Regions from separate parts of the Hordeum vulgare genome. Here region 1 is linked to region 2. Evidence: chromatin contacts called from public Hi-C data. All regions are on one chromosome and are shown on one strand. Each heading gives the region's core, a stretch centred on a gene start, on an enhancer-like site or on the middle of the called end of the contact. The rest is flanking DNA. Distances are from core to core; before and after follow the strand shown. Region 1 holds the start of LOC123447878 (protein ACTIVITY OF BC1 COMPLEX KINASE 1, chloroplastic). Region 2 holds the start of LOC123447876 (methylthioribose-1-phosphate isomerase).

What was found. Hi-C and Micro-C count contacts between places; a contact is called where the count stands out from the background.
Region 1: a contact with region 2 is called in a Hi-C map of leaf, with 3 times the contacts expected there. The contact joins the promoter of LOC123447878 here to the promoter of LOC123447876 in region 2. A contact is called at or near these places in 2 of 6 Hi-C or Micro-C datasets (leaf and seedling).

Annotation. Positions count from the first base shown.
Region 1 is chr4H:60,621,313-60,627,068 of MorexV3_pseudomolecules_assembly, reverse strand. It overlaps LOC123447878 (protein ACTIVITY OF BC1 COMPLEX KINASE 1, chloroplastic), which reads right to left and starts at 2,036. Exons shown (of 15, transcript XM_045124587.1): 1 at 1,822-2,036; 2 at 942-1,276; 3 at 651-857; 4 at 452-541; 5 at 186-332. The coding sequence starts at 1,250.
Region 2 is chr4H:59,976,771-59,982,955 of MorexV3_pseudomolecules_assembly, reverse strand. It overlaps LOC123447876 (methylthioribose-1-phosphate isomerase), which reads left to right and starts at 4,828. Exons shown (of 9, transcript XM_045124585.1): 1 at 4,828-5,024; 2 at 5,113-5,168; 3 at 6,040-6,185. The coding sequence starts at 4,959.

The DNA of each region.
Region 1 (5,756 bases), core at 787-3,286, 650 kb before region 2:
AATGATGCAGGCTATAAAGATGCTATTGTCTCTGATGGAGGCTTATAAAGGACACAAATTTCATCAGGGAGAAGGAGATAGACTATGTTTATAGTTATGTCTGTAAAGAACCCCACTAAATGGTGCATCAAGTCACAAATGTCAGAGTATCTCAAGTAAGAAAAGAAAATGAAAGGACCACAAACCTTGATAGCAACATCCTCGCCAGTTTCCCTTAGTGTGGCACGGTAAACTTGGCCCAGACTTGCAGCTGCTATTGTCTCTGATGAAATTTTGCTGAATAGTTGTTCTAGAGGCTGGCCAAGTTCCTCCTCAATTATGGAAAAGGCCACCTACCAGGTATACAGCAATAAGCACAGCTTAGTTAATCATCCTGATTTCATCGGCCTTACCACAATATGTGTCCACTGTCCAGAACAATTTGTAAAAGTATTCCATTGCAACCGTGTACCTGGTTCGCAAATGGAGGAACGTCATCTTGTAGGATACACAGTTCACTCATATAATCCTCACGAATAATATCAGGCCTGTTAGCTAGAACCTGAAAAAATAATGCAACTAGACAGTGTTGGGATCGTAATACAAAACAGATAGCACAAGTGAAATCTTACTTTTCGACGGCAATTATCAGAAAGGGAAAAGAATATAACCTGTCCTGCTTTTATGAATGACGGACCGAGATCACATAAAAGATTGCGGAGCTGGCGGGCACGGAATGGAACGATTTCTTCATCCCGCCCAACCAAGTAGTCATACACCAGAGATGACCAATAGAAGCCTAGTTTCCAAATGATCTCCACTCCCCGACTAGCGAGGGATAGTACAGAGCCACTTGATCCCAAGACTTTACTCCTGACCTATCAATTACGGAAATGGGCATAGTTAAAACCAAATTTCAGCAAACCAACCTTGTAAACACAAACGTTCGTGGTGCGCCATACCATTTCCGGGGAGTACTTTCGGAAAGGCACGCAGACACCACGCTCGATATCAAGTTGCTCCAGTGCACTGTTTGGCTTTTTGCTGGGCATGCCTTTCGCAGCTGCGCCATTAGTTTGCGTGGGTAGGGTCCGAGAAGAGAGCGGGGCATTAGTTGATGCAGCATTCATGACATAGAGTGAAGGTCGCCTTGTCCTTTTGGGAACACAGGATCTTGAACCGGCGTATCGAGTATATGGCACTGGACGGCTAGAAGTTGATATACCGGGGCGATGTGGTGAAATAGATACAGAAGCTGTGAAGAGCTCCATGCTGAAAGAGCTATAAGCGATGATATCTGGGGATGGAAGGAAGCCGCGTCAGTTATACTTCAATTCCTACCTATGCAACACAAGTAACAGCCGTATTTACTTCCTAAATTTCAACTGGAAACCAGAGTTCTGAAGGTCATATCCTCTGCTCTACTTTTGATAGATATAGGGAGAAAACAATTCTAATCAACCCAAACTGGTAAACACACAAACCCCACGTTTCTAACCTAGATTAGATTACATATGCAGTACCCAATTCCTCTGTCCCGCGTACTAAAATCACAGGTTACAGAAGCCAATGATAATAATCTCAGGGCATCGCAAATTTTGGGGAAACGACTGTTGACCAAAACCAGCCAACCAATGAACCAAATCAAACCCGCCTAGAACAGACTGAGAAGCTGCTATTGATACTACGACCTAATTCCACGCGCGCGCGCGCGCACAGCGCTAAAATCCCCGTCCTCAAATGGTCCTAGAAACAACCACCACAGAACCCGCGAAACCAGGGCAGAATCCAGGCGAGGAACGGTTGCCGGAAGAATCGGCGGGGGTTCGGTCGGCACCTCACCTTGTCCTCCGGCGGGCTCTCGCGGCAGGGTTCGGGGTTCGGTGAGTCCTCCGAGGCGAGCCGGGGGGCGTTGTGTGCCGGCTGCTCCTTTCGATTTGGGCGGGGAAGAAGCGCGTGCTGTTTTGTGGTGCCGAGCCAGCCGTGGCAGCGGTGGTGGCGGACGCAAATGGTGAGAGAGTGTAGATAGCTGCTCTGCTCACGGTGGCCATCCATCCAATGAGGCAGCACGGCCACGTCGTCTCTCTCGAGGTGTGTCTCCAAACTGGAAACTTTGCTATCCACAAGTACGGAACGTGGTCGTCTGTCCACGCAAAATTGCCAAACACTCGGGGAATGTAAGATTGAAGGAAAACAGCTAGCAACCAGGACGTCTTGAACACAAATATACACAACCACATGGCACAACAAGACTGCAACGGGTTTTGTAGTAATCTTTCTTTTAAAAGACAGAGGCAAAAGACTTTTCACTTTCTTTGATTAAGAAGATAGTGAGAGTTGATTGGTTAAAACCGGACTAACATTGTTACAATCCAGCTCACAAACATGGGCATCACCAGCCAACCTTGTCATCAAATATGGAACACATGGTTGCAAAGAAGAAAAGACATTTCTTGAAGAATGACAAGTGTCATCATTATTACCAGTTGCCTCCAAACAAGCGACTGCGATTTCATCATAGAGCTCCGCACGCACGAACAATCGACAATTCCGGCTTGGACGACGAGCATTGCAAGGGAAATATGTTGGACTTGCGCAACGAGTTTTGTAGTTATTTTTTTCTTAAAAGACAAGGCAAAAAGGCTTCTCATTTTCATTGATTAAGAAAAAAAATAAGAGTTGGCATAAAAATCAGGCTAAAACTGCTATAACCCAGCCCACAAATATGGGCATCACCAGCCGACCTCGTCACAAATATGGAACACATGGCTGCAAAAAGAAAAGGACATTTCTTGAGGAGTCACAAGTGTCATCATTATTATCCGTTGCCTCTGAACAAGCGACTAGGATTTCATCACAGCTCCACTATCAAAGCACATGCCAATAGATAGCCAGGCGTGGACAATCAACTACTCCGGCTTGGACGACGAGCATTGCAAGGGGATATATTGGACTTGCGCCCACCGCAAACGGTCACTGAGTGTATGTCATCGTTGCCACGTGAACTCGCTCTGCCGCAGCTCCGACTTCAAAGCAACCAGGCATCCCGCAGAAGAGCACCTCACACACGTCGGTAAAAAGCGACTATCGAAGCATGAACATCCACTCCTTCGCAACCGTCGAGGGGGGGGCATTTGCCATCACATGCTCTGCAAGTTCTTCATCACACAAGGCCTGATATATGATAGCACAAAAAAATGTTTTTTAATAACTAACAGAAGTTGGGTAGGTTTGGACATTTAGAGCATCTTCAATAGTAATCCTATTTTTGTGCACATGGAGGGAAAAACGCCCTTCAATACCACAAAACAATTCCAGACAAAATTGGGCAACACTGGAATACAACTCGAAGTACTGCAAAAATATCACACATTGGTTGTTGCCGCAAAAGCGAGTGGCTCCAACCCGACACCCAACCACGATTGTTTCACTCCCACCCCTCGCAAGAACCCTCGCGCCTCCACCCGCCTGTCGTCCTCTTGCGCACCATGGATGGCTCTTCTGACATCGCTATGCTTGTCGTCACTCCTCTGTTGGGGAACGTAGCATGGGAAACAAAAAAAAATCCTAACTCACCAAGATCAATCTATGGAGATCAACATCTACGAAAGGGGGAAGTGCATCTACATACCCTTGTAGACCGCTAATCGGAAGCTTATATAACACAGTTGATGTAGTCGTACGTCTTCGCAACCAAATCATGATCCGTCCCGCGATCTCATCAAGATCCGTCCCGCGACCCCATCATGATCCGTCCCGATCTAGTGCCGAACGGACGACACCTCTGTGTTCAGCACACGTACAGCTCGATGACGTTCTCCACCTCCTTGATCCAGCAAGCGAGGGTGGAGAGGTAGATGAGTTCTCCGTCAGCACGACGGCATGGCAGCGATGGTGGTGGAGCTGTTCAGGCAGGGCTTCGCCAAGCAATACCAAAACCGATCTAGTGGAGAAAACTGATCTATGAGAGAGACAGGGCTACGCCGTGGCATTGGTGTGTTGCAGACCTCTCTCTCCATCTGTATATAAAGGGGAAAGGGAGAGGAGGGCTGCATCCTAGGGTTACCCCCTAGGAGGGGCCGCGGTCAAGTGGAGGAAGGGGCAGCAGCTGAAAGGACGTGGATGTCGCCTAGAGGGGGGTGAATAGGCGCTTTAAAATAATTAAGGTTTAGGCTTGAACAAATGCGGAATAAAACTAACGTTTAATATGACAAGCACAAAACCTACAAACAACTAGGCTCACCTATGTGCACCAACAACTTATGCTAAGCAAGATAAACAACTAAGTGATAGCAAGATATATTACAATAAACAATATGTCTATCACAAAGTAAAGTGCATAAGTAAAGGGTTCGGGTAAGAGATAACCGAGGCACGGGGAGACGATGATGTATCCCGAAGTTCACACCCTTGCGGATGCTAATCTCCGTTAGAGCGGTGTGGAGGCACAATGCTCCCCAAGATGCCACTAAGGCCACCGTAATCTCCTCACGCCCTCGCACAATGCAAGATGCCGTGATTCCACTAAGGGACCCTTGAGGGCGGTCACCGAACCCGTACAAATGGCAAACCTTGGGGGCGGTCACCGAACCCGTACACGTGGCAACCCTTGGGGGCGGTTACCGGTACCCGGACAAATTGCTCGGGGCTATCTCCACAACCTAATTGGAGGCCCCGACGCTTGCCTGGAGCTTCACACCACAATGATTGAGCTCCGAGACACCACCAAGCTTCTAGGATGCCAAAGCATCCACGAAGAACAATACCAAAGGTAATAAGCTTCTCAACCTTCACTTCCACGTATCACCGTGGAGAACTCAAACCGATGCAACCAATGCAATGGCAAGAACACACGAAGTGGTCAAGTCCCTCACACTCAAATCCCTCCACAACAACGAAAGCTATGGAGAAATATGAGAGGAAGAACAAGGAGCTCACAAAGAACTCCAAGATCAAGATCCAAGGGGTTCCCCTCACATAGAGGAGAAAGTGATTGGTGGATGTCGTGGGTATAAGCCTGACAGTAGATGTGTAAGGTACGAATGAGATGGGCAGAGTCCTAGCTACGGCGAGGTTGTATGAGTTCAGGCCCCTCTGCGGTGGAGGTAACAGCCCTACGTCTCAGTGCTCTCGGAGCTTGTTGTCGAGTGGAATATGGAATACAATGATTTGCTAACCCCTTTACCAGTGGGGGAGGGCGGCTTATATAGAGTGCGCTGCCCTCCACAACGGTTCCGGTACAGGGGTGGAGTAGTGGGGATTGAATGCGTACGTTACAGGTAACGTATGCTCTAAATGCCAATAAATGCACCCGGAAAAGTACGGCCGTTTCCCTCCACAGAGGTTACGATGTACCGAGTGTAGCCAGTCGGTTAGCTTGGTATCCTCCGAATGCTAGTCTCCGACTGGATGGTTGAGGACCTGTTACCGACTGGATGATGGAGACTCCTTAATTCAGTCGGGACTGACTAAGGGCCTTGTCCTTTGTGAGGGGTAGTCCTTGGGTAGGACCTACATGGAAGGCCTATGACCCTACCCTAGGACTATTACCCCATCATTAGTCCCCGAATGGATTGGGGTTGAAACGACGAAGCGGTGCTTGAAGTTTGGATCCGACTGGAACAGATTTGGCTTGGGCGTTGCCTGCCTCGATCCATTTTATCTTTTCTGACCAACGATCCGAGTGGAAGTACTCGCGAAACAGACTGTCGGAAGCCGAGTGCTTCTGCGGCATCTTTTGACGCGACCGGTCAACTGACAGCGGCGGATTTTCCGGG
Region 2 (6,185 bases), core at 3,579-6,078:
CTCCTCGGGTAGCACTAACTCCCTATGCATTTCAATTTAACAGAATTATTATGTTGGGCAAATTTAGTACCAATGTTGGGCCTTGCCAGACCAGCTTTAATCTAAAACGAATTATCAAGGGGGTCCCCATAACAACCCCGATCGTGTTAGGCGCGCTCAACTATGGAACGTAACACCGGTAGCCGAAACTAAGGGGGCAAAGGTGGAACAAAACATCAGGCTAGAAAGGTCGAGCCTTCCACCTTTTACCAAGTATATAGGTGCCTTAAATTAAATAGCATTAATATGGTGATACGACAAGGAACCCATGTTATCACATGGAAGCAACTGCACCTGCAACTAGCAATGCTATCAAGAGGGTTAAGCAAGCAGTAACATTGCCAATCCGTGGTTTGCTAGGTTGAACAGGTTGAAGGTTTTCATGGCATTGTTGAGAGGCTGATATTTAACATGTGGTAGGCAACGAGACATAATCGATAGAAACGGTAATACTAGCATGGCAATGATAGTAATGGTATCTGGGGAAATGATCATCTTGCCTGAGATCCCGCTTGGAAAAAGAATGACTCCGTGAAGCAGACGAACCGACGTAGTCGAACGGGTCCTCACAATCCGGCACGCTGTGGAACTCTATCGAGACGGGGAAAACCGGAACAAGCATCAACACACGGAATTCACCACACGGTGCACAACACAAATGATGCATGGGCAGCTGAATATATGCAAGTCACGACATGTCCATTCACACAATCAAACACTACACATTAAGTGAAGTTCAATATGCAACGAGTTGCATATTAACGAAACTCCACATATGAATTATTTAGTTCACTCCCGGTTATTTACACGGCAATATTAATGTTGTCATACATGCAAGAGGTGAAGCGGAAATTAAACTACCTATCTAGACATTTTAAATAAGGTCGAAAATGACATATAACATCTCCGAGACGACCTCACATGTTAATTTACAATTCTGTCCAGATCTGAATTAACACATTTAATTAGTTGTTAGACAGAAAAACAAATAGGTTCACGTGATTCTACGCGTCAAGACAAGCAATCTACACATAAAGAACATCTCCAACGGAGCTACGGTTGAAAAGATACAAGCATCGCAAGATATGATGGCATGAATGCAAAATGTGTGCAACGGCGGCTACGAGCACTTCAAAACATACAACCAGCAATAGAAAATAAAACTACACGAGATTCTAAGCAAGTTTCATATAGAACACGTTCAAATCGGAGCTACGGGTCAACAACTACGAGCAAAACAAGAAATCACTACAATCTGCCAAAATCAGCCACTTAGCATTTTCTACACCCCGCAACTACGGGCTACACTACTCCGATAAACTCAAGCAAGGCATGGCACGAAAGAGGGTAAGAAGCACTACTACAAACAACAAACAACAACTAGCATGGCATCATGGATCACTAGAAGAAGAAGTCACAAAATGGTATCTCACACACTATTTCAGACTTCGTGAAAATTACACCTCGTGAAAGTGCAGTTTTCAGCCTGAAGCAATATTGACAGCAGAAAAACCTATAGCTACAGGACTCCAAATGGCATGAAAATTAACAGCATGCTAGAGAAACACAAGGGGTACAAATAACTCCATTGGACCAACCTCAAAAGAGCTACAGATCACAAGATAGAAGCAAAACAAAACAGCAACAAAATATAACAGATTCCAGACTTAGAAATATTTCAGCACCTCCAAATCAGCACTATTTCTAGCAACTTGAGAGAAAGCAAACTACACCTAAACATGCATTTCTATTGCAACCAAAAATACCATGGGCTAGTCTAAACACCCAAGAACAACTCCCTAATTGACAACTTAATCAAACGGAGCACGGAATAAATCCTACGAAATAAACAAAAGGGCAACACGGCAAAATATTGCGCGAACTAATTTGTTCAAAAGCTAAAACTAATTGCACAGAAAAATCCATGGGATTTATCTACCCCGGAAACATATAAAATATGTGGGGTTGCACAACAAAATAAAGTCACACATAAATGCGGGAAAAACAACCTATACACGGGAAAATAAACTACCCGCCATCCCTACACGTAAAAATACCAATGACCGCTCTAAAATGCATGGGAAATAGGTTCCTAAAACATGGGCATTTCTAATACGGCATACGAACAACCCGGTCTTGCGCGAAAATAATTACGGGTACTATTCTAATGGGACAACACGTTACTCTAGGAGAACAGTGGGTCAAACCTCATCAAACATTTATGCAAGTTGCAAAAACGGATACTACGTGAAATTCTACACAAAATCCATATAAAATACGCCTCGATCCGATTTACGGTTTAAAAGTTACGGGGGTTTGAAAATCTAGTCTACCTTCGAAAAAGAATTAAATTCAGATTAAATCCTAAATATCTACTCGGCCGAAATCCATGCGCGTAAAAAAAACTAGGAGGCGCCTGGGGCGCGAGATAGAGAGGCTCGGGGGGTGCTCTCACGTTGGCCGAGAGTTCTGCTGGAGATGGGCCGTGTGGGAGGCGCGACGCTACCTGGGCCTGCTCGACGGAGGGAGCCAGGCCCAGGCGGGATGAGGTCGGCCCAGGAGGGGTCGCGGGGAGGCTGCGCGTGCTGGAACGTCGTCATTCTCCTCCCGCACGCTCATGGCGGCGCAGCAAGGAGCCGACAGAGGGGCTCCAGGCTCCGGTGACTGCCGGACCTGGGCGGAGGCGAGGGCGGCTGCCCGATCTGGCCGGATCCGTGCACGGGAGGTCCAATCCCGGCGGCGGCGCGAGCTGTGGCAGAGGCGCGCGGGACTCCGGCGAGATACTGCACGTCTCCGGCGACGTGGAAGGCAGGGCGGCGAAGATCCCGGCGGCGCGGAGGCGGGGCACCGGCGAGGGAGGTGCGGCGACGTGGGGCGCAGCTCGCCGAGGCATGCGGCGAGCAGGGGCTCCCCCTGGGACGCGGGCGCGCTCGAGGCGCTGCTGGGTTTGCGCGACGGCGGGGCGATTCGGGCTCGGGCGGGCCCTGGATGGGCTTCGCGGGCCCGGCAGCTGGAGGGAGGAGAGAAGCTGGCTAGGGTTTTGAGGGGGCGTGGATTACGAGGTGGACACAGGTTGGCTGTCCAAAATACACACGGAACTATATATAGCCAAATGGGGGGCTAGGTTTAGCGGTTTTCCGCCCCGGATCCAACCGCGCGGACGGATTTGACTAATTTCGAACGCGGGGCGGACGCGTGGCTGTGTAGAGTATGTATCCGGAGATGAGAGGGAAAGCGGGCGACGCGGCAACGAGTTTTTAAAACACCGTCAAACGTCCGACGGTAGACCGAATACGGTGCCGCTACGGTCGACCGTTCGGGTACCAGAGGAACTCCGATCGCGACGAAATTCGACAGGCGGCCTAGCTATAACTAATCACGACCGCGTGCCAAGTTTCACCTCGATCAGAGAAAGTTTTAAACACACTTTTAAAACAGGGTTTTGACGATGCCGCGGGCGCGTGCGAGTGCGGTCGGGCTCAGAACGGACAACGACGAGAACCGGCAACTAACAATGGATGCAAGTTTTGAAAACTGATGGCACAGAGATGCCGATGCAATGCAGATGATGCGCATGATGCGATGATGATGCGACAAAAGACAAATAGACACACGACGAAAACGGAAAGAAGGGGGAATCTTCTGGAACGTCGGCATCGGGTTGTCACAACCCCATTTGCCAAAGCCAAAATTCTTCCCCCCATCCGAGCTTCTGATGCCGCTACCACTACTCCTACTCCGGTCCTCCGTCCTCCTACCTTCCACCTCAGCCCTCAGCCATCTTCCAAACTGGGCCTTCTCATCCTTCTTCACCTTAGTGTTGCACTCTCGCTCCACGTGACAGATAACACCACAGGTGTAGCAAAAGTCCGGCAAGTACTCATAAGCAAATGGACACCAGCTCTTCCTTCCACGCTCATCAATCTGCACCATGCTTCCTCTCATCAGAGGCTTAGTAATGTTCAGTTTAACCTCCACTCTCAGATATTTACCTACAGCTTTACCATCTTCATCCGTTTCCACTTCCTGCACCTTTCCGATTGCTCCTCCTACATCCTCCCCAGACGCATGATCCATCATCCCCAATGGTAGCCTATATATTTGGACCCAGATAGGTACCTTGTTGAACTCATACTTTTCAATGAGCTTCATCGGATCAAAGTCTTCCATTACTATAAGCTCCTTCCCATACCACCATGGCCCATCCTCCACCGCCTTCCTTTTGCCTGATTCCTGCCCAAACGTAAACAAGAATATGTTGTCCCCTAGATCTTTGCACACTACTCCTTTCATCGGACACCAGCAAATTCCCAACGTGCTCTCGAGCACCCTAGCCATGGCGGGCTTCTCCGAAATTAGAACCTGCCATGACACCCTGTAATCCCCTCATCCCATAACCCTAGCAAATCTCAAAGATTCGTCATGTCCCGCACTCCGTGTTTGTCTACTTGTTGCAAAATTGCCATTCAACTCCCGCGTTATTGCGATGCGTGCGTGAGTCTTGCCACCGCCTGGCGCTGACGGCGGCCGATGGCGAAGGCGGCGCCGCATGATTTCGCACGTCTCGGTCTTCGCCCAACTCAACTCACATGAATTTGTTTCCTTCGCTCCGTCCATGCTAGCGGTCGGAAGCGTCGTCAAAGCCACGTCAAACGCCGATGACGATGCACGCCCAGGCCCAGCCCAGAGCGGGCAGAGCGAGCCCAAGGGGAAAAAACACCGGGAATACGAGGAACCCAAGGGGCTCAACCGCAAAGTGGTGAAGGGAACCTGTGTTTCGCTACGGCGCGGCGATATACACGGTGAGGGCGGTACGCGACAGCATAAAGGGGGAGACTGCGCAGTTCGTGCCGCCCCTCCCCTGCTTCCTCACTTCCTCCATCCGAGCCGTCCGAGTTTCTCCGAATTTCACGGCCAGAATGGGCGAATCGAGCGCGCTTCAGTCCATCCTCTACGGCCGCGGCGCGCTCCGCCTCCTCGATCAGGTCCGGCACTCTGCGCTCCCACGCGCCTTCGCTCGAGCGGCGACGGGTTCTTCCGTTCCTGATTCGTTCTGGTTTCGATGTGATGCAGAGGAAGCTGCCCCTCGAGGAGGTCTACGTCGACGTCAAGGACTCCGCGGATGGATGGTGAGCTCCATTTTCTTCCTAAACCTCTACTGCTAGTATTTCTTTGCTGTATATATGAGGATGGATGTTGTCAGCGGCGGACACAGGTCAATCCAGGGTTTAATACTGGAGCATTACCTAGTTTGATTTGCCAAAAAAAAGGACCTTTGCGTGCAAATGTTTTACCATGTGCGCTGTTGGGACTGAGTGCGGGGGTTCACGGGGAATTGATTCGGCACTCTGGATTAAATAAAGAAGATAGAGGAAGCGAATCCTGGCGGCGGGGGCGGCAATAATGCTGCTGCTGCTGCGTTTGGGCCTGCTTACAAGTGGGAGAAGAGTCTTGTTGCTTATCGGGCTCGGGAGATGGACAGGACAGGTATGTGGTCCGGATTGCTTGAAACGGGGCAGGTCAAGGGAAACGAAACAGCCAGACAAGGAATTTGCTGGCAGTACAAAAAATTATTGCAAAACCAGAACTGGCAAAGTGGGACTTGTTCTATAGGACAAACCCGATAACTAGATCCGTTTGTTACTGAAATAGTTGCTGATAACTCGAGAGGCTTGCGGAAATACAATTTGAGCCTGTAAGTTCCATACTAATATTCTGATAAGTCAAACAACTCCTTTGAAACTTTAAATACCTCCAAATCATGCGACTGTGGACGGATATTGTTAAATTCAAGATATTGTTAAACTCGGTTTATTATGTTCAGAGTCCTGCCTATTTGAATTGACACTGATGAAATGATAGAACAGAGTATGTAATGTAATAATAGTAAGAGAGAGTAAATACAAAAATTATACTAACAAGTTTGGTTTATGCTCACATAGCAAGAGTATATTTGTGCTTATGTCCGCACTGAGCATTCAACTCATTGACACTATTCAGGAATGCGATCAGAGACATGGTTGTCCGTGGTGCTCCTGCCATAGCCATAGCAGCAGCACTATCATTGGCTGTGGAAGTTAATGATCACAATTTCATTGGTACACCTGCGGAAGCAGCCTCGTTCGTTTCCAAGAAGTTGGAATACC